2 separate regions of the Ovis aries genome follow, and region 1 is linked to region 2. The links are chromatin contacts, called in public Hi-C maps. All regions are on one chromosome and are shown on one strand. Each heading gives the region's core, a stretch centred on a gene start, on an enhancer-like site or on the middle of the called end of the contact. The rest is flanking DNA. Distances are from core to core; before and after follow the strand shown.

Region 1 (4,870 bases), core at 1,032-3,531, 170 kb after region 2:
CAGGCTCTCTGGTTCTTCAGCTGGTGTTTGGACAGAGATTCCCTGAGCAACAGGAGCTTCCCCAGTCTTCACAGCCTGGGTCTGTCCTTCGACACGTAGGTAGACTTGCTCTGAGCCTGGGGACAAGCCTAGGATGCAGGCTCGCTGGGCGCGAGTGCGTCTTTCTAAATTTCCACATGTGTGTGGGTGCTCTCAAAAGTCCTAACTTCTCAGAGCATCACACTTCAGCTCCTTCAGTCCGGAGATGCTCCGTTTTATTTCCCGAACTGCAGGCTCTTGCCGCAGGAGTCTGTGGGTCTATAGCCACCTCACAGCTTTCATGAGCTGTGCATGCCACGTTTGCTACTTGGGTTTCAGATTAAGCAAAACAGAAATGGGTGCCTTGCCTCATTCCTTCACGTAGTTGCCAGATGTCCCCAGCAGTTTGCAAATATGGGTTTCTCTGCTCCTTCTGCCTTGGGGTGGGGGAGGGAAATGGAACTGGGTTGGCAATTTAAGCCCCAAACTGCCCCTGCACTGGGGACAGGCAAGGGCGAGTAAAAATGCCAACAAACTTCCCTACTCTTCTGAAGATGGCCTTTTCTGGGTTGGACATTAGCTTGGTTTTTGTAAACCACTGCCTGTCTTCTAGAGTTCTGACAAAGTTAGTCCTGACAGTCTCCCGTCTTTTTCAGTCTTTCTGTGGAGAACAAGATCTTGGACATTCCAAGCCCATCACAGAGTCGTTCTGAAAACACAAGCGTGGGAGACTAACCTGGTATAAATGAGTAAACGAGAAATGGACACACGGGGGAGGAGGGGAAGGTCTTCCTGCTGCAGGATCCAGCCCAGAGTGGGAGCAATTAGAAACGCGTCATGGGTGCTAACACCTTACATGGTCCCCAAGCATCTCCCACAAGACCATATTCATTCCAAGGGTGGGGAGGAATCGCTTTCCAGTGGAAAATCTGACAGCCTCGCCTGAGCTGAAGTGAGCTCCCAGTAGTGGGTCCAACTGACACCATGCGCCTCCAGATACGGGACAGCAGGAAGGGCACACCCCCACTCTGCCGAATGCGAACTCCAACCTCAGCACAGAAAGGCCACGGGCAGACCCAGACGAGGGGGCGCTCCACCCGGGAAGCAGCCCACACTCCTCAGGAAGGGTGTGGTCGAGAAGCCCAGAGAAAGGCTGGGGGCAGATTCCAGGTTAGAGGTGACCCAGGAGGCTGGGCTCACGTGACACGCGGCCCTCAGTCAGACCCCAGGCTGGGAGGAAGGCGCGAGAGCAGGGCGCGAGCCGGGCGCAGCAGCGCGGACCAGGGCAGATGGCGGTGCTGCCCACGGCCGGCCCCGCCTTACTTCTGGGAGACACACCTGTCTCTTTAGGGCGAAAGAGCATAGCTTCTCAGACTCCAGTGTTGCAGAGAAAAATGTGTAGACACAGAGAGAGGGGAGGGCAGGCCCAGCACAGCCCAGGAGCAGACAGCTCGCCAGAGGGAGCCGAACGCAAGCACCGGGGAATCCGGGCTGGTGGCAGCGGAGCTCGCCGCGCTGTTTCTGCAACTTCTCCGTAAACTGGAAATCGTATCCCAGAGTCCTCCAGAAAGCTCCACGCTGGCGGTGGTTTGGAGGAATGGACTAGAAGGAGACCACTGGAGGCGCCACTGCAGCTGGACATGGCGGGGACCCGGTGGTGAGCTGGGAGAGGACCGGGGGAGACGGGGGAAGTGAGGGGGCAGAAGCAGGGGAGAGCGAGGGAAGGCCCGGGAAGAGCCGGCCTGTGCAGGGGCCCGTGGTGCGGCAGGTCCCCAGGCGAGCGCGGGAGGGGCCCCCTCTCCCCTCTCCCCCACTTCTCAGCCCTGTAAGCCTCCTGGAGAAGCGGCAGCCCACACAGGCCAGGGTCTTGGGGAGGGCTGTGGGGTCCCCCTGAAGGGCAGAGGCCGGGCGAGGTGGTAGACGTGGACGGCAGGAAAGGTCGGGCCCTGGGCCCACATTTGCTCAGGATTAAGGCAGCGTGAGGGAGAACAAACAGCGGCAGGCGGGGTGTCCTGGACGCCAGCAGAGATGACCGGGTGTCAGTGGGCAGCGTGCCTCTTGCCTCCAGGAAGCGCAGTATTGACTCAGCACCGCAGGCTGGCAGAGGAGCCCTGGCACAGCCCACGCCACCTGGAGCACCCCTGCCCGCCCACCAGCGCTGCCAGGGGCGCCTGGCCTTCCCTGAGGCCGCACAGGCCAGCCGTCTGCACCCAAGCCCCGCCTGCTGCCCTCTCCCCCGGCCGCAGGGCCCAGCGGTGCCCAGTGACTGGTGAGGGAGGCACACCGCTGTCCTGGGTCTGGTCCCGGCCCCGGGTGGAGGGAGCCGGGCCGCAGGGCACAGTCCTCCTGGGGGCCTCGCCCTCCTAGGGGTCACAGGCCAGGGCCTCATCCGTGACATGCAGGGGCCCCCAACTTCACTCCGCTGAGCTTTCCTGGGGAGGCTGAAGGGTTCCCTCCCAGCCAGATACAGTGTTCATGTTCCGCCAGGACCCCAGCCTCCCCCATCTGCCATGTGGTCAGTGCAGTAAGTGGGGGGACACCCCAGAGATTGGTGAGCTTGAACTCTGTCCTGTAACAGGAGGGGGGCTCACAGCTGGGGTCCTGTGTCCAGGAAAGGTGCTGAGGGGCGAGCTGGACTAGGGTGTCAGATGGAGACCTCTCAGGCACCCTGGCTGGACCCTGCTGGACCACCTCCCCACGTCCGCCCCCAGGCCTGCCCAGCAGATCTGCTGAGCACTGCCGGGCCCCCTCGAGCTCAGGGGGGCTGGCAGGATGGTGGGGCCAGCAGGGGGGCAGCAGTGGCCGAGCCCCTCCCCCACAGCCCCTGCCGGGACCCCTTTCCTGGGGAGGCCGCCCGGCCTCTGGATAAGCGTCTTCTACCAAGCGGCGCAGCCCTTGCCCGGGTTCCCAGGGCTCTGGGGTCCCCCCGCCACGCCCTGGGCCTGTCGGCCACGTCTGCACGTCAGGCCAGAGAGTGTGTGAGCGACACTCACATCCAGGTGCGCCGAGCAGAGACGCAGGAGCCAGCCCTGCAGCTGTGGCTGGAAGCACAGGCTTCCCAATGCCCAGAGCTGCCCCAGGACAGCTGTCTGCAGGGGCCCTGGGAGGCGGGGGGCTGGGTGGGAGCCCTGGCAGGAGGGGGCACCAGTGGGAGCTCCTGGGGGCTTCCTGGGCCGGGCACAGCACCGTGGAGCGTGGCGTCCGCCCAGGCAGCAGTCCCGCGCCCACGGCTCTCAGCAGGACCGGGTCCCTGCTGGCTTCACACACACTGAACAGCCCCCTCCTGGAGCCACGGAGGCTCGGCCGTTGGCGGAGAACAGGAAGCGGAGACCCCACCCCAGGCAGGAGGCCGGGCCCACTTTCTGGTCCTGGAGGCTAAGGGCCAGGAGGGGGTCCAGGAAAGAGCAGGTCTGGAGACAGGACGGGAAGGCCCTCCACCGAGGGCTCAGCGTGGAGTCTGTGAGGCTGAGGCTGAGCCCACGAGGCCCAGGCCACCCTCTCACCTGGGGAACAGTCTCCAGATGCCCAGGCTGCCGGGGGCCGCCGGCTCTGTGGACACTGGTGGCCCCCGGCTTGGCTTCCCTGGAGAAAGCCGGGCGGGAGGGGCCAGGGTGGGGTGGGGGAGGGGCTGCCTCACACCCCCGGGGGCTTGTAGCCCCGGCCTCTGGTGGCCAAGTCGCCATGCGGAAGGGTCTCCTGAAGTGGGCGGCACCTGTTGATGGCCGTGCCCCCAAGGGTGCCCCTGCTCCTCGCTGCGTGGGGTGGGGCTGTGGCACTGCAGGGCGGGGTGGCCCTGAGCCCATCCTGGGTGCTGGGCGCCCTCAGGGCCTGGCACCTGGGGAGTGGGGCATCGAGTCCCCGGGCCCCGCGGGGTGTGGGGGCAACACCCAGGCTACTGCAGTCCACGTCCGGCCGCGTCAGCTCTGACCTGCCCTGGGCGCTCTCCTGCCCGCTGTGCCTGGGCAGACCCCTGCTGGGCAGCGTGGGCCCTGGGGGTGGGTGCTGGGGGGGCCCTGGATCCCAGGCTGACCACACAAAGCCCCTGGGCTCCTGGCTGGAACACTCCAGTCACTCCTGCCACGTTGCAGTTCTGGGCTGGTATGCTGGCAGCCCAGGCGGCTCCCGTGTCCCTCTGTCCATCCTCACGTGGCCCTACCTCAGCCATGGACACGTTTTCCTCCAGAAGCCAGGACCCAGGGGACAATGGTAACATGCTGACGTTCTGTTGCCATTCTATTCTGCAAAGAAATAAAACCCTGGTGGGCGCCTTGAGGTGAGTTCTATGAACCATGAGACAGCCACCAAGGCAGACAGTGACCCAGGTCAGTCACCCCGTCCACGGTGACCCGGGTCAGCCACCCCGTCCACGGTGATCCCCGGTCAATCACCCAGTGGCCCGGGTCAGTCACCCCGTCCACAGTGATCCCCGGTCAATCACCCAGTGGCCCGGGTCAGCCACCCCGTCCACAGTGGCCCGGGTCAGCCACCCTGTCCACAGTGATCCCCGGTCAATCACCCCATCCACCGTGAAGGGAGTTACTGTCATCAAAGCCCAGGGATGTTGCCAATGTCTGGTGTGTATCTGGTGTTTTACATCCCGTGGGAGACTCACTCCCCACCTCCCGTCTCCCTGCGGCCTCAGGGGCCTCACCTGAGTGATGCTGAGTCTCCTGGAGTCCAGAGTGAAGGGCATCTCTCTGCCCATCCCCCCACCCATCTTTCAGTTCAGTCCCTCAGTCATGTCAGACTCTGCGACCCCATGGACTGCAGCATGCCAGGCTTCCCTGTCCATCACCAACTCCCGGAGTTCACCCAAACTCATGTCCACAGAGTCAGTGATGCCATCCAAACC
Region 2 (5,017 bases), core at 142-2,641:
ACGGCAAGGCGGGTGGGCCCGGGGGCAGGGCCGGCTGGGGGCTGAGGCCCCCTGGGACAAGGGGCTGGGCCTGGGTGCCTGCCGGGAGTGGGTTGGACTTGGTGCCCTGCAGTGGCTTGTCGGTCAGCTTGGCCTTGCTCGGCAAGGTCTGGGTCTTGGGGTTGGGCCGCGGGGCGGCCTGTGGAGGGAGGAGGTGTCCGGGCCGGGAGGCGCTCCGACAAGCTTCAGGCTCCGTGGAGGTGGCCGGGGGGCAGGCCACAAAGGGGAGCTCGGGGGGCGGGGGAGGCAGGATGAACTTTCTAATAGGCTACAGTGCAGGCGGGAGTCGCAGGGGAGAACAGGGGGGCCCCAGAGCCCAGCGCATGCCCCGCCCCCCGCATGCCCCGCCCCCGCAAGCACACACAACCCCAGGAGGACCCCAAGGCAGGAGTGGGGACAGGCGGGTGGGGGGAGCGTTCGCCACAAAAGGAAACGACACACGAGGGAACAAAACAGAAAACGTGCCGTTAGCGACAGCAGCCGGAGCCCCCGAGCAGCAGGTGGGGTGGGGTCCGCCCAGCCACCCCCTGCCCTGGGGGGGCGCCCTGGGGGGCGGGGTCACTCACCCGGGGGCTGCTGAGCGGGCTGGTGGACAGGCCCGAGGAGGCGCCGCTGATGGACCTGGACCTGGGAACACGGGCGCGCAGGGTGGCTCAGACCGGGGGCTCCCGGCGCCTCCCCCCTCGGGTGGGCCTGCAGAGAGCCCCGCAGTGGCCCCGGCCCAGCGCAGGCCTGGCAGTGCCCAGCGCAGGCCTGGCAGTGCCCAGGGCAGGCCTGCCGCCCCCCCCACTTTGCACCAGGCCCAGGAGGGCCCGGGCCCCTGGGGGCCACTGGAGCCCCATGGTGCAGCTGGCGGCCTGGGGGCTCCTCTTCCCCCCACGCAGAAGCTGCCTCATGTCCAAGGCCCAAAGCCCCAGGCCCAGAGGGCAGAGAAGGGCCCTCAGCAATGCTCTCGAGCCTGGTGAGCAGAGGGACAGGGGAGGCAAGGCTCCCGGGGGCCCCTCTCCACACCCACTGACCCGAGCCCAGCTGAGCTTCCAGGCTGAGCTGTCGAAGACCCAGAGTCCTGCACTCCACCGAGCGCCTCACCCCTGGCGCCTGGGCACCAGCCTAGCGCCTCCATGCCCACGGTCCACCTGTATGGCTCAGAGCCACCCCCCCCCCCCGCCGCCTGCACGGCGCCTGTGACGGCCATCAGCAGGGATGTGGACTCTGTCCACCCTGCCTCCGTGTGGCCTGCAGACTTGGCCTGGGCATGGCTGCAGAGAGGTCACTGGCCAGCTTGCCCGGTGGAAACCACTGAGGCCGCTGCCCCCTTGGGGCAGGAACCGGACGCCTCTGGGGCGGGGCTGGGCCTGCAGGGCCTTGCTCCACCACCCACGTGGCCTCGAGGGAAAGGAGACACCGCTCACCCCTGGGCGCCGGCACCGGCCATCCTTAGAGGAAGGAAACCGGAGGGGTCGAGGCAGCCACAGGAGAGAAGAGGACAGAACAGCGTGAAGGGCAGCCACACCGCCCGCCCGGCCACACTGCCCACGCCGCGGCCAGCTCCTGGGCCTCGGGGAGGAGCCGGGCCCCCGCTGGCCAGGCCCCCAGCACCCGTGGGCTGGAGCCCCCCGGCGACGACCCTCTGACCCCCACCCCACCTGACGCAGCCACGGAGCCGGTGCCTCGCCCTCAGCAGCCCCAGCCCAGTCCACTTGTATCTGCCGGGCAGGGCCCTCAGCCCTCAGCCATGAGAACGGGACACGGGCTGGCGGGCCCAGCGGGGGCCTGCCCCGCACCGCGGCAGGCAGGGGCAGCAGCTGCGAGCTTGCCGCTCGGCACGAAGGAAGCAGAGAAGCAGCAGCAGACTGTTGGGGCCGCTTCCACGCCCTGCTGTCTAACCCTGGAAGCTGAGTTGCGGGAAGGACACGCCAGCGCAGAGCAGCCGGGGTGGGAGGGGGCACGGAGGGGGAGCCAGGGGCCCCGGGCCAAGCGAGGCCCCGCCACGGGCGCTGCCGGGCAGCGGGCCCTGCAGGCGGGGTGCAGGACCTCCTGGGACCCGCACAGCCCCTGCCCCTTCCTGGGGAGCCTGCGGCGCCCAGGGCGAGCACCTCCACTCTGGTCCGTGTGGACAGCCGGGCGGCCCCCGGACACAGGCCAGTGTGGAGCGGGGAAGGGGAGCTGAACAGGCCCAGAGGCCCACTGACCACAGCCGAGGGCAGCCCAGGGCCCGGGGCGGGCAGAGCCCGGGTCTCCTGGCACTCCTGGGGGGCCGCGTTCCTCCTCCTGGGCGTCAGCCTCAGCTGACCAGCCCTCCCCCCGGCTCACGGGAAGTCTCCCTCGCCAGATGGGGGAGGCCACCCGAGGCCCAGCCCTGCCCCCAGGCCCGCCGCTGTCTGTGGGGCTGGGGCGGGGGATGGGGGGCAGGGTGTATACCTGTCTTCTTTGCTGAATTGGGGGTGGGCTTCAGCGATATCCAGGCTTTTACTGAACATTGCTTTACTACAGCGGGAACAAAGTGAGAAAACAGAATTACTGCCGCGGCCCCGCCAGGTGGCCCAGGAGGCCGGCCCTCCACACCTCCGAGTTGGGCACAGCCCGCCGGCCGAGGCCAGGCGCACAGGAGGGCCGGTCGGGCAGGGGTGGCACAGCCGGCGGCCTGATGGGCAGAGCGGCCCCGGGGGACACCTGGCGCCACCCCAGGGGGGTGGCCTGTCGCCTCGACAAGGGGCCAAGCCAGGGAGGAGCAGCCTCTGAGATGGAGCAGTAAGTGCGGAGGGCGAGGAGGGTCGGCTTTCCAGTGAGTGACCCCTGGGATGGGTGACCCCTGACCCCGCCCCAGCCCCCCGCCGCCCCTGAGGCACTCGGGCCTGAAAGGCAGAGCGGAAGCCAGGACGGCCAAAGGTGGGGTGTGCAGGGCGGGGGGAGGCTGGCGAGCCCCCAGCCTGCCCGCAGCTGTGGAGCGGGAAGCCAGTGCAAGGCTCGGAAAGGACGACGCCTCCAGGAGAGGCGCCCCGACAAGCAGGACCTTCCTCTTGCTCCTCCCCGCCCCCCACCCCAGGGCAGGACGCGAGGGCGGTGGACCGCGGTGGCTGGCAGACCTGGAGAGGGCCCCAGAGGCTGGGACCCCAGAGGGTGGGGGCTGGGACTGCCGGGGGTGGGGGCCGTGGCCGGTGGGTCGGTGACCCATTTAATCCTGACGGTGGCCCACAGCCTGCAGTTCCTCAGAGGCCCGGCTGGCCCCAGAGCCGAGCACCCAGCTGACTGGTGTGGCCGGGGCTCCAGCGGTGACACCTCCCGCGGAGCCTCCGCCCCAGGGTCTCCCTGAGGGCTGAAGGCCCTGCCTGGGCAGGGAGGCTTGGTCTCGCCCAGCATCCCGGGAACAGCAGAGGCTCTGCAGGGCCCCAATGCCCCCTGCTTCTCAGGGGGGCCCAGACCCCCCACACCAAGATTCCACATCCCTGACCCCTGCCTGGCCACAGCTGATCCAAACACGGGCTCAGCATCAATCAGGGTTAAGCCTCCTGGGCTGCGGCTCTGAACACAGCTGACCTCCGCCCAGCCCTGCGCAGTCTAATCCACTCCAGCCCAGCTCTGTCCAGGATAGCCGCACCGAACCCAGCCTGACCCAAGCCAATCAAGCAAAGCCCTGCCCCTGTCAGCCCAACCCAGCCCAGTCTGCTCCAGCCCAGAGTTCAGCCCAGATCACCTTATTCCAGCTTAGTCCAGCCCAGTCCAGCTCAGCTCAGCCAGCCAGCCCAGCCCACCGCAGCCCATGCAGGCCCCTACCCCGACACCTCCCCAGGCGCACCTCAGCCCAGTGCCACGCAGCAGCCTTAGCCCAGCCCCAGGGCCGGGGTGCAGAGAGGAGCCAGGCCCCGTCCAGCGCCGCCCGGCCGCGGCGGCAGGAGGCACGCACCTCTGGCCGTGCTGGGCCATCTCCAGGGCCCGCCGTGCGGGCACAGGGGAGCCGCCGTCCGTCACGCTCAGCACCTCCATGGACTTCCGCTCGGGCCGCCGCTTGCCGTGCCGGTTGAGCATCGGGGAGTCCACGCGCTTCCGGGGCGGGTCTGCGTGCAGAGCGGGGTCAGGGCCGGCAGCCCGCAGGGGCGGCGCGGGCGGCCCCGGGACCCCGTACCTATCTCGTTCCTGGGCGGCAAGTCCTCGTCCTCGTGGCTCGGGTACCTCTCTTTCCGGTCCAGGAGGAGGAAATAGATCATCTTCTCCTGGTTCTCCCTGCAGAGGGTGAGAGGCGCCGGAAGGCTGGATGGGGGTCCCCGCAGGGCGGCGCCCCCGCCCCCAGGCAGGCCCCCGCACGCACTCCTCGGACAGCAGGTCCTGCAGCAGCTTGTTGCGGTCCCGGAAGCAGCCGAGCGAGTGCATGCTGTCCAGCACGTCGGGGTCGATGTCCTCCAGGCTGGGCAGGGAGCGGATCTGCACCTTGCGAGGGACAGGCTGCTCCGGCTCCGGCTCGTTCTTGCCTCCTCTGCGGGGACAGGGCCCGGTCACTCCCTCTGGCAGCACCCGAGGCTCCTCGCCCGCTCCCCGGCCCTGGGCCTGAGTCCTGCTGCTCTCCCTGCGCCCGGCCCCTGCACATCTCCTGCGTCCTGCCTGTGCCCAGCGTGGGCCGGCCAGGGTCCCCGAGAACTGGCCAGGGGCCCGAGGCTGGAGGCAGGCCTGCGTTGGGCCGGGCCCTCCCCCCGTCGTCCCTAGCGGGCCCCCCGGGCCACAGAGGCAGGCAAAGCGGGCGATGAGGGCAGGAAGAGCTACTTACATATACCATATGTGTTTCTGAATGTGCTCTAGCTACAAGGAAAGAGAAACAGGGAGTTAGTACGAGGAAGGAGCGGAGCCGCGTTAGGGAGCCGAAGGTGCAGGAGCGGAGGGGCGGGGCTGGAGGCTGAGCGAGGAGCCAGACAGACGGCTGGGAGGGAGCGGGCGGGGGCTGGAGGGGGAGGAGCCAGGTGTGGAGCCGGGGGTGGCAGAGAGCGCG

The links. A called contact is a pair of places that touch in the nucleus more often than the background predicts.
Region 1: a Hi-C map of liver shows a contact between it and region 2, with 4 times the contacts expected there. The contact joins two enhancer-like sites. A contact is called at or near these places in 2 of 16 Hi-C or Micro-C datasets (hypothalamus and liver).

Annotation. Positions count from the first base shown.
Region 1 is chr21:46,627,105-46,631,974 of ARS-UI_Ramb_v3.0, forward strand. No RefSeq gene overlaps it. Among named protein-coding and RNA genes, the nearest start is that of MUC5B, 17 kb to the left of the region's middle. Within about 2 kb of position 2,282, at least 1 of the 54 cell types and tissues checked has an H3K27ac peak or open chromatin away from gene starts, as enhancers often do. A contact at or near this core is called in liver, where this site is marked.
Region 2 is chr21:46,459,035-46,464,051 of ARS-UI_Ramb_v3.0, forward strand. BRSK2 (BR serine/threonine kinase 2) reads right to left here. Exons shown (of 21, transcript XR_006057420.2): 9 at 4,799-4,830; 10 at 4,346-4,510; 11 at 4,163-4,260; 12 at 3,944-4,094; 13 at 606-666. Among named protein-coding and RNA genes, the nearest start is that of BRSK2, 36 kb to the right of the region's middle. Within about 2 kb of position 1,392, at least 1 of the 54 cell types and tissues checked has an H3K27ac peak or open chromatin away from gene starts, as enhancers often do. A contact at or near this core is called in liver, where this site is marked.